2 separate regions of the Sus scrofa genome follow, and region 2 is linked to region 1. Evidence: chromatin contacts called from public Hi-C data. All regions are on one chromosome and are shown on one strand. The core of a region is the stretch at or near the end of the contact, and the rest is flanking DNA. Distances in the headings are between cores, read along the strand shown. Region 1 overlaps PRPF40B (pre-mRNA-processing factor 40 homolog B). Region 2 holds the start of FMNL3 (formin-like protein 3).

Region 1 (4,106 bases), core at 766-3,265:
CAGCTTAAGGGAAATCCTGGTGACCTCCACCCTTTGGGTTCCCCTTTCTGGAACAGCCAGGGAAGGGGAGGTCTTAGGGTGCCTGGCAGAAGCCCAAGAGCTGAGCGTTCGAGGATGGGGCCAGACTAGATTTTAGGATGTAGGGTCCCTCCTGTGGCTAAACTGGTGCCTTCTTCACTCCTCCGTCTGCCTTCACCAGACTGAATGCCAGCACCTCCACACCAAAGGCCGAAAACACGGCAGAAAGAGCAAGAAGCACCATCGCAAGCGTTCGCACTCGCCTTCAGTGAGTTGGCGGGTAGAAAGGATGGGAGGTGAGGCTGGACTGTCTGGGGAAATGAGAACCCCTTTCCTTGCTTCTCCCCTACATCACCTTCCCCGGAGGGGGATCTGAGGATTCCTTTGGCCCTGGAGCCTCCTTCTCCATCCCCAGTTCCCAGCCCTGAGGGCTTCTGGAGCCCAGAGAACCTCTGTGCCAACCCACATCTGCTGCTCTCCCCAGGGCTCCGAGTCAGAAGAGGAGGAGCTGCCCCCACCATCTCTCCGGCCCCCCAGGCGGAGGCGGCGGAACCCCTCAGAGTCGGGCTCCGAGCCCTCTTCCTCACTTGATTCTGTTGAAAGTGGGGGTGCTGCCCTTGGAGGACGGGGTTCCCCATCCTCACGCCTTCTCCTTGGATCAGGTAAGGAATCGGGAGCTGGAGAGGAGGCCTTTGGGGGAGCTCCCCCGCTCCCCTGCCACCGAGGGTAGAGTGGGTTGGGAGGGCTGGGCTGCACCTGTCAGAGTGAGAACGTCCCATCCCTGCCCGGGCAGGAGACCAGGAGCAGGAAGGCGAGCTGGACTGAGACGTCCTCAGACAGGTCCCTGGCTGCGAAGAAGGAGCAGAGAACAGGACGAGGCCTCCTTCTCCCGTGGGACTTAGTGGGGATTTTTCTGTCTCCAGATCATGGTCTTCGCAAAGCCAAGAAACCAAAAAAGAAAACCAAGAAGAGAAGACACAAGTCGGTGCGTAGCGAAGGAGCGTCCGTTCACGGCCCTGCTGTGTTAGGAGACGTCTTCGCCCGCCTCCCGGCCTGTCCTTCACGGGAACTGACGAGGCGGGCTCTGGGCTCTTACAGAACAGTCCCGAGAGCGAGACAGACCCTGAGGAGAAAGCTGGCAAGGAGAGTGATGAGAAAGAACCAGAACAGGACAAGGACAGGGACCTCCGGCGGGCAGAGCTCCCTAACCGCTCCCCAGGCTTTGGAATCAAGAAGGAGAAGGTGAGAGGCAGGCGTCCGACCCCAGCCCAGTCAGCGCTCTGCCCAGGCCTCCGCAGCCCTCAGGGGAGGCCATGGGTGAGCTGTGCCTTTGCTCCACCAGACGGGCTGGGACACGTCGGAAAGTGAGCTGAGCGAGGGAGAGCTGGAAAGACGGCGGCGGACACTCCTGCAGCAACTAGATGACCACCAGTGACCCAACGAGCCCCCCTGCCCCGTCAGTGTGAGGTTGTGGCCTAGGTCACCCTCACCGTCCACTCCAGACTTCTTCCTTAGTCGGGTCTGTGTCCAGTTTTCCTCAAGTAACCCCAACCCCAACACACCGCAGCCAGCACCTCCCCAGGTTGCTCGTGGTGTTCAAGGTCCCCCACTTCCCGGACAACTAGTGCAGTCCTTGCCCTCAGCCCCAGATCAGAGATTGGTGGTGGATGCCGTGTGGGGAGGGTGGTGCCAGTAGATAAAATGTGAGGAGGGGCCTCTAGGAAGAGTGACAGGCCGGTGGACACAGCCTGGGTGGCAGAGGGCGGGGTCCCTACCCGCTAGCGTCAGTGCCTGCTCCTGCCTGCCCAGGCCCTTGGGCTTCCACCACTCCTTCCTCCAGCCCCAGGGCCTAGTGTATGTGTGTTCTGTTTTGCTTTTGTTTTTTAAATAACAGTATTTATAAAGTGACGAGTGGCTCTTTTGTCTGCACTGTGTGCTACTGGGACAGGCTGGGGACTGGACAGGTGCACACACAGCCAGCAGAGGGCACTACTGGCTCACGGCAGGCCTGCCTCCCTTTGTGTGGTTGGAGCCCACCTAGCCAAGTTCTCCCTCCCCAGGCTTCTGCTCACCTCCCCGATGCAGATGGCAGCTCTGCCCAGCCTCCTTTCTGTCCCTGGGCTCCTGTCCGGCTAAATGGCCACCTTAGCCCCCCGCCACTCAGAAAGAGGAGACAGAGTCAGGCCTGGTGTTTCAAGCCTTTGTTGAGAGAAAGAAGGTCTGGGGTTTATGTACAAGAGAGAAGGGAAATGGTACATGTACAAAAAGGAGTAGGCCCCTGTATTTCCTTCTAGGGGCTGAGAAGAAGCTGGCAGGAGACTGAGAAAATAGTCAGCTAAGACCACCATGACCCTGCCCCCTGCCCCAAAAAACTAGCCAAGGCAAGGAGGCGAGGGTGCTGTTGGCACACCCCTTCTCTGTCTTGAGGTTGGGGCAGAGAAAACTACCTCATGCCCACCTCGGCAAGGACAGGGTCAGCCTAGGATGCAAAGGGCCAAGGGCAGGGAGCGTGGCCTCTCCTCTCCCCTTATCACTAGGGCATAGCCGTATAGGCCTAGGCTTAGGAGAACCCTGCTCCTGGAAGAAGATGGTCTGAGATTAGCAGGGTCCCAGGGCTCCCTAAGCTTGGACACTTCTAGCTCACAGCTGACCACTGGGCTGCAACAAGGAAAAGGTAAAAGGAGTAATTGCTTTCCCTCTTGTTCCTCTGGCTCAAGTGATGGAGGGCCTAGGTGCCCCTGCATAGCCTAAAGCTGGAAGTGTTTTCCAGCACTGAGCTGATGCTTGAGGAAATGAAGACCTTGGGAGCAAAGTGCAGTACTGGAGGCACCAGAGAGGCGCTAGGCCCCAAAAGACCTAGTGCCCACAGTGGCGGCAAGATGCAGCTTTGAGAGCTGGTAGACACTGGGAGGAGAGCAGCAGAGCTTTCTGCTGGGCCCTTGGCCATTCCAGGGCTTCAGGTCCACTGGTTGGACCTGCAGGACTCAGAGCTGAAGTGCTTCTGCCTCCAAGAGGGTCTCAGTGAGGGCCTGGAGCCCGAGGCGGGCCAGTGGGTGGTGCAGCACTCCTGGCTTGGTGGCAGACGACAAGGGGCTGGTGGTGGAGGCCTGTGGGAAGGACAGAAGGCTGTGAACAGGCAGGGAGGCAGGGCCAGGCCCAACCTCTGTAGGCCCAGCCCCACAGGTAGGGTCAGCGAGGAGCTGGCCATGAGGCCAATGAGGGAGAAGACTAAAGAGAGGCTGGAGGGCATGGTCAGGGAGATTTCTGGCGTGGGCTCGGCATGTTCAGAGGAACAGAGGAGGGTACTGGAGGCCGGAAGACTGGATATCAGAAAACAGAGGACAAGAGTCATCTGATGCCCCTGGGTAGAAGCCCGGGCCCAGGGCATCTCAGCCTCGGCTGTCAGAGGTGGCCTGGTCCTGCCTGTTCTGGCAGCTCCCTTCCCCTGGGTCTTAGTAGAAGCCAGGACAGCATTAGTGGGAGAGAGCTCACTTCCCTGAGGGTGCATGCAGGGGGTAAGCCATGCTTCTCAGAGCATGGGGCATACAAGGGAAGAAGGACGTGTCCCCATCACCACCAGGCTGCCAGAGGATGAGTCCAAGTCATGCAGGAGAGGAGGTGCCTTTGGGCCCCCGCAAGGTGGGCATGCAGAGAGAGTGCCCGGTACCTGTCAAGAGCCCCAGCCTCGGGGGTTAACAGTTTGACTCATCATGGTGGGCTGCATCGCAGAAGAAGCGTGAGCCCCGCTTGGCAGTACGGGCCGTGAAAGGGACACTCTTCAGCACTGTGGCCCAGGAGAGAGACAGTGGTCAGGCCCCGTGGGGGTGGGGAGCTGGGCCCAGTGGCCAGGCACCAGGGAGGGCAGGCCCCACCTGTGATGATGTCCTCAATGGTACCATCCTTCCCCTCGTAAACGGGCCGGTGCTCCTTGGCCTGGCGCCGCCGCAGTTCCGCAATTAGCTCCTGCTGTTGCCACTTGTTCCGCTGGGATGGGGTCTAGGGTTGTGCATTTGAAGGGGAAAGAGGTCACCACTAACCTGTCAGGGGTTGGTTCCTGCCCCAAGACCCCCCGTCTACAGTCTGAGGAC
Region 2 (4,273 bases), core at 854-3,353, 54 kb after region 1:
TTGTGAATATTAAGCCATTAATCTGCCAACTAAACAGACTTGTCAGTTAAACTCCAATAAGGACATGATCGACTATGCTTCTGAGCTCTTGCGACAAACAGCCTGGCAGCCCCCATCCACTCTATCTCTGACCATCCCTTTCTCTCCATTCTCTGTAGCTACCTCATGCCACTCCATGGAGGTTTTTACACCCCCACTGGAGTGCAAAATCCCTCCTACTCTTTCCCCAACAGTTGAGCTCTTGTTCTCAAAGGCACCAAGTCCAAGGCTCTCCTCCTCAGCCTCTGAGATGGCCACGGCATATTAGTAATCACTGACTCACCCCATCCCTCTGAGGAGGCTGGGGGAAATGCAGAGGGCCACAGGATGTGTGGCCCAGATCCCTTTGGCCCTTCAGAGAGCTGATGGGCAGAGAGGTACCAGCTTCCCCTCGGAACCCATGTACCCCCCCTGATCTGGCTATGGTGCCAGTGGGCTGGTGTCAGACTCTGCACCATCAGAGTAGGCCAGGATCCCTAGACAGCTTCACTGATGCCAACAGATCTAATCATTCCAAAGCAGATGAAATCCAATAAGGCTGCTAAGTCCACAACTTATTCCTCCTTACAGGCAAAGGCAAAGTCGGCCCTTCAGGCCATAGTAACAATTACTGCAGTACTAACACTGCCTCTTAGAGAGTTCTTTGAGGAACTGGAAACCCTTTCCCCAAGTTTCTCTAAGATTTACCTCTGTTAGTAAATGTTCCATCTCCTAGTTCACTTTCTTTCTCCAAAACTTCATTTTTAGCTCCAACAGATTCTCTGGCTCCATCTCAGTGATACCAGCTCAGATCCTCTCTGTCCACAGAGCCACTGACATCAATGTCCAATTCCCACACCAAAGAATCCCAAAGTCAGCTCTAAAAACTCATCCATACAGATCACTTAGGAACCTACAGAAAGACTAAAAAAAGTACAGCCCCAAAAACCAAACCCAGTCGCTAGGGCTTAACATAAAAAGTGGGGAGGCGGGGGAGGCAGGATGGTTCGTGTATTGTTTCAATTGGAAAAATACACTAGTGAAATGGCTTATCCACATGTTCAGGCCTTTTAGGCAAACCCACTGTAACTTTGCAGGATGCCTGCAGGCCGTTCTGAAAATAAGAGGAATGGCAGCACTCTTTATTCCACCCTCTTCAAGAGCTGCCAGCTCCCCTCCATTCCCTACCCACCCCCCTCTCCCCCAAACATCTGGTCCCGGCTGGGAGTAGGACCCACTCCCTGGAAAGTCTCCATGTTAACATCAGAGGTGGTCTCCCCAGTCAGAGAACGCAGACTTAGGCTGAGGAGTGGGCCGGCCCTGCGCTTCTGAATTCCCCCCGCACCAGCCAGAGGCTTAGGAGTGAGAATTCTAAGGACCTGGGGAGACTGTCAGGGAAGTGGGGCGGGGGGGGGGGGGAGCGAGAAGGGCGGCAGAAGGGGGAGGGGCGAGGAAGAAGTCTGGGTCCCGGGGCGGTCCCGGGCTGGGGACCCCTCCTCTTAAGCGTCCAGCGGTTGAGGCGGTCGGTCGGGAGGTCCCTGATGGGGCTGCTCAGAGGTTCCCGGGAAGGCGCTGGGGGCCGAGGTCTGTCCAAGGCCCTGACTGAAGAGGTGGACCGGACCAAGGGACTCGGGCAAAGTCCCACCTGAGGCGCTGGGACCTGGGGGGGGGGGGGCGGTAGGAGGGGGAAGGGACTAGGCTCGGCTCTTACCAGCACCAAGGCGAACCTCTCCTCCAGCTCACAGGGCTCAGGCATCGGCATCTTGCCGGTCGGCGGCAGCAGCGAGACAGAGGGCGGCTCGCCCGGGCTCCCCTCGGTGCTCTCCAGGTTGCCCATCGCTGCGGGGCCCCCTCGGGGGCCTCAGCCCCCCACCTCCAAGCCCGGGGGTCTTGGGCTGGGCCTGTCGGACTCGGCTCCTCCCTCAGGGCCGGCTACCCTAGTCCCGACTCCTCGGCCGGGTCGGGGGCTGAGGGGCTCCTTAGGGTCCGGCAAGACCCGGAGCGGACAGCGGCACCGAAGCGACCGGCTCCAGCTAAAACCCGCCGCCTCGCCGCTCTCAGCGCGCCGCCCCGGCGCTGCCCCTCCCCGCCCCCCGCGCTCTTTCCCTTCCCCCCCTACTTCGCTTCCTCCCACCCACTCCCGGCCGGGACTCCGGCTTCCCCCCGAGCGCCGACTGCAGCCGCGCGCCCCATTCATGCAGGCCCCGCCTCTCGCCCACGGGCCTCCCGGGCAGCCCGCCTCGCCCCGCCCCCTCCTGAGTCCGATTGACGGCCTCAACTGCCAATCACAGTGCCTCCAGCACCGCGGTGGCCTCGCGCCTGGCGCTTGGCGCGCCCTGGCGGCCCTGGTGCGTATCTAATCATCGCAGTTGCTGAGGGCGTGAGGTGTTGGGTTGGTCCCTGGGAAACGGCCCTTTACCATAATAGCTCATAATATATACAAATAAATAAGATACAGGGCACCGAGTGAACAGATAACTGCAAGAGAAGTAGAAACGTCTAGGATACTCAGAAGTGGGAGAGAGACCACACCTGTTAGAGTCACGGTAAGAGGGAGAATTTGAATCGGGCATTTAGGAATGGGGACTACCTTAACTGCCTGAGACAGGTGAAAAGGATTTAGGAGAGGACCTTACCGACGTTCAAACGTTGATCTGCTTGAATGTGAAAATGGTGAGGCAGGAGAAGGATGCTGCTCTGGGCTAGGTCTATTGGGAGGGTCGTCATTTATGATGTGATGGCCTTCTGTTGTTTCTGCCACCCTGCATACCTCTTCCTCAAGCGATAACATCCCGTCTCCTTTTAGGGAACTACGTTCGCCTGTCCTCAGTCCATGTAGAGCTGAACTTCACCTCCATTCCAGGAGGTCCCATGACCCAGGCCTGGCGAATCAAAGCATTTTCTTCCTCTACCTTTGGAGACTGTTTTAGGAATTGACAGTTGACTTAAGCCAGAATATAAAACTCATTTCTAAGGCTTTCACTGGAATAATCAAGAAAGAGACATTCTCTTGGAGTTCCCATCGTGACTCAGTGGAAACAAATCTGGCTAGCATCCATGAGGACGCAGGTTCGATCCTTGGACTTGCCCTGTAGATTAAGGATCTGGTGTTGCCTTGAGCTGTGGTATAGGTTGAAGAGGTGGTTCAGATCTGGCGTTGCTGTGGCTGTTGTTTAGGCCAGCAGCTGTAGCTCTGATTCAATCTCTAGCCTGGGAACCTCGATGTGCCTCAGGTGTGGCCCTAAAAAGACTTAAAAAAAAAAAAGAGGCAATCTCTTCCCATACCATCACCCATAACACTTCAAGCTTGCTTGAGAATGAAGCCAATGCAGAGGAAAGCAAATGCTAAGGAGTTCCCTTGTGATGCAGTGGATTAAGGATCTGGCACTGTCACTGCAGTGACTGGGGTCATTGTTATGGTGCAGGTTCAGTCCCTGGCCCAGGAACTTCCACATGCTGCAAGTGTGGTCAAAAGGAAAACAGAACAACACCATACCAAGAACCTGAATCCAATTATGCCTGAAGTTATCACCTTGACTTTGCATTCATTTATTCAACAAATATTTACTAAAAAGCTCATTATATGTCAAATACTGTTTTACGCATTGACGATACATCTGTGAACAAAAAAGACATACATCTTGCTCTCCTGGAATTTGCATTATGGGTAGAAGAAGAGGTAGACAATAAACTAAGTAAAATGTACAGATGTCAGTGATCAATGTTAGTAAAAATAAAATGGAAAGGAGAGAGGTGGAAGGGGGTTAAAATTTTAAACAGGATGATCAGAGCAGACCTCACTGATAAAATAACATTTGGATAAAGAGCTGAAACAGTGAGGAAATAAGCCATGTGACTATGTGGGGGACGAGTGATCTAGACAGAGGGAATGGCAGCTGCATAGTATGTCTAATGTATTTGAGAAGCAGGAAGGAGACCAATGTGGCTGGAGTGCAATGAGCAAAGGGAAGGGTAGTAAAAGATGAGGTCAGAGGAGTTCCTGCTGTGTGGGTTAAGGAGCCAGTGTTGCTGCAGCTGTGGCATAGGTCACAGCTGTGGCTCAAGTTCAGTTCCTGGTCCAGGAACTTCCATATGCCACAGGTTTGTGGGGGGCAGTGGGGGAGGAGATGAGGTCACAAGGGTAACCATAAGTCATATTGTGTAGGGTGTTGTAGGCTACTGCAAAGACTTTGATTTTTCTCTAAGTGGAACAGGTAGCCATTGGATGATTTTGAGCAGAAGAGTGGTATGATCT

What was found. Hi-C and Micro-C count contacts between places; a contact is called where the count stands out from the background.
Region 2: a contact with region 1 is called in a Hi-C map of alveolar macrophages, with 4 times the contacts expected there. The contact joins the promoter of FMNL3 here to the enhancer-like site in region 1. A contact is called at or near these places in 1 of 5 promoter capture datasets (liver), 25 of 47 Hi-C or Micro-C datasets (adipose tissue, alveolar macrophages, blood and 13 more) and 2 of 2 datasets of contacts at active chromatin or transcription factors (alveolar macrophages and skeletal muscle).

What each region holds. Positions count from the first base shown.
Region 1 is chr5:15,590,461-15,594,566 of Sscrofa11.1, forward strand. PRPF40B (pre-mRNA-processing factor 40 homolog B) reads left to right here. Exons shown (of 25, transcript XM_021091619.1): 22 at 200-286; 23 at 503-680; 24 at 942-1,260; 25 at 1,361-2,680. The coding sequence ends at 1,391. FMNL3 (formin-like protein 3) reads right to left here. Exons shown (of 25, transcript XM_021091615.1): 24 at 3,891-4,014; 25 at 2,205-3,125. The coding sequence ends at 3,037. Among named protein-coding and RNA genes, the nearest start is that of FAM186B, 22 kb to the left of the region's middle. Within about 2 kb of position 2,016, at least 24 of the 83 cell types and tissues checked have an H3K27ac peak or open chromatin away from gene starts, as enhancers often do. A contact at or near this core is called in adipose tissue, alveolar macrophages, fetal liver and 2 more, where this site is marked.
Region 2 is chr5:15,643,946-15,648,218 of Sscrofa11.1, forward strand. It overlaps FMNL3 (formin-like protein 3), which reads right to left and starts at 2,104. Exons shown (of 25, transcript XM_021091615.1): 1 at 1,730-2,104. The coding sequence starts at 1,855.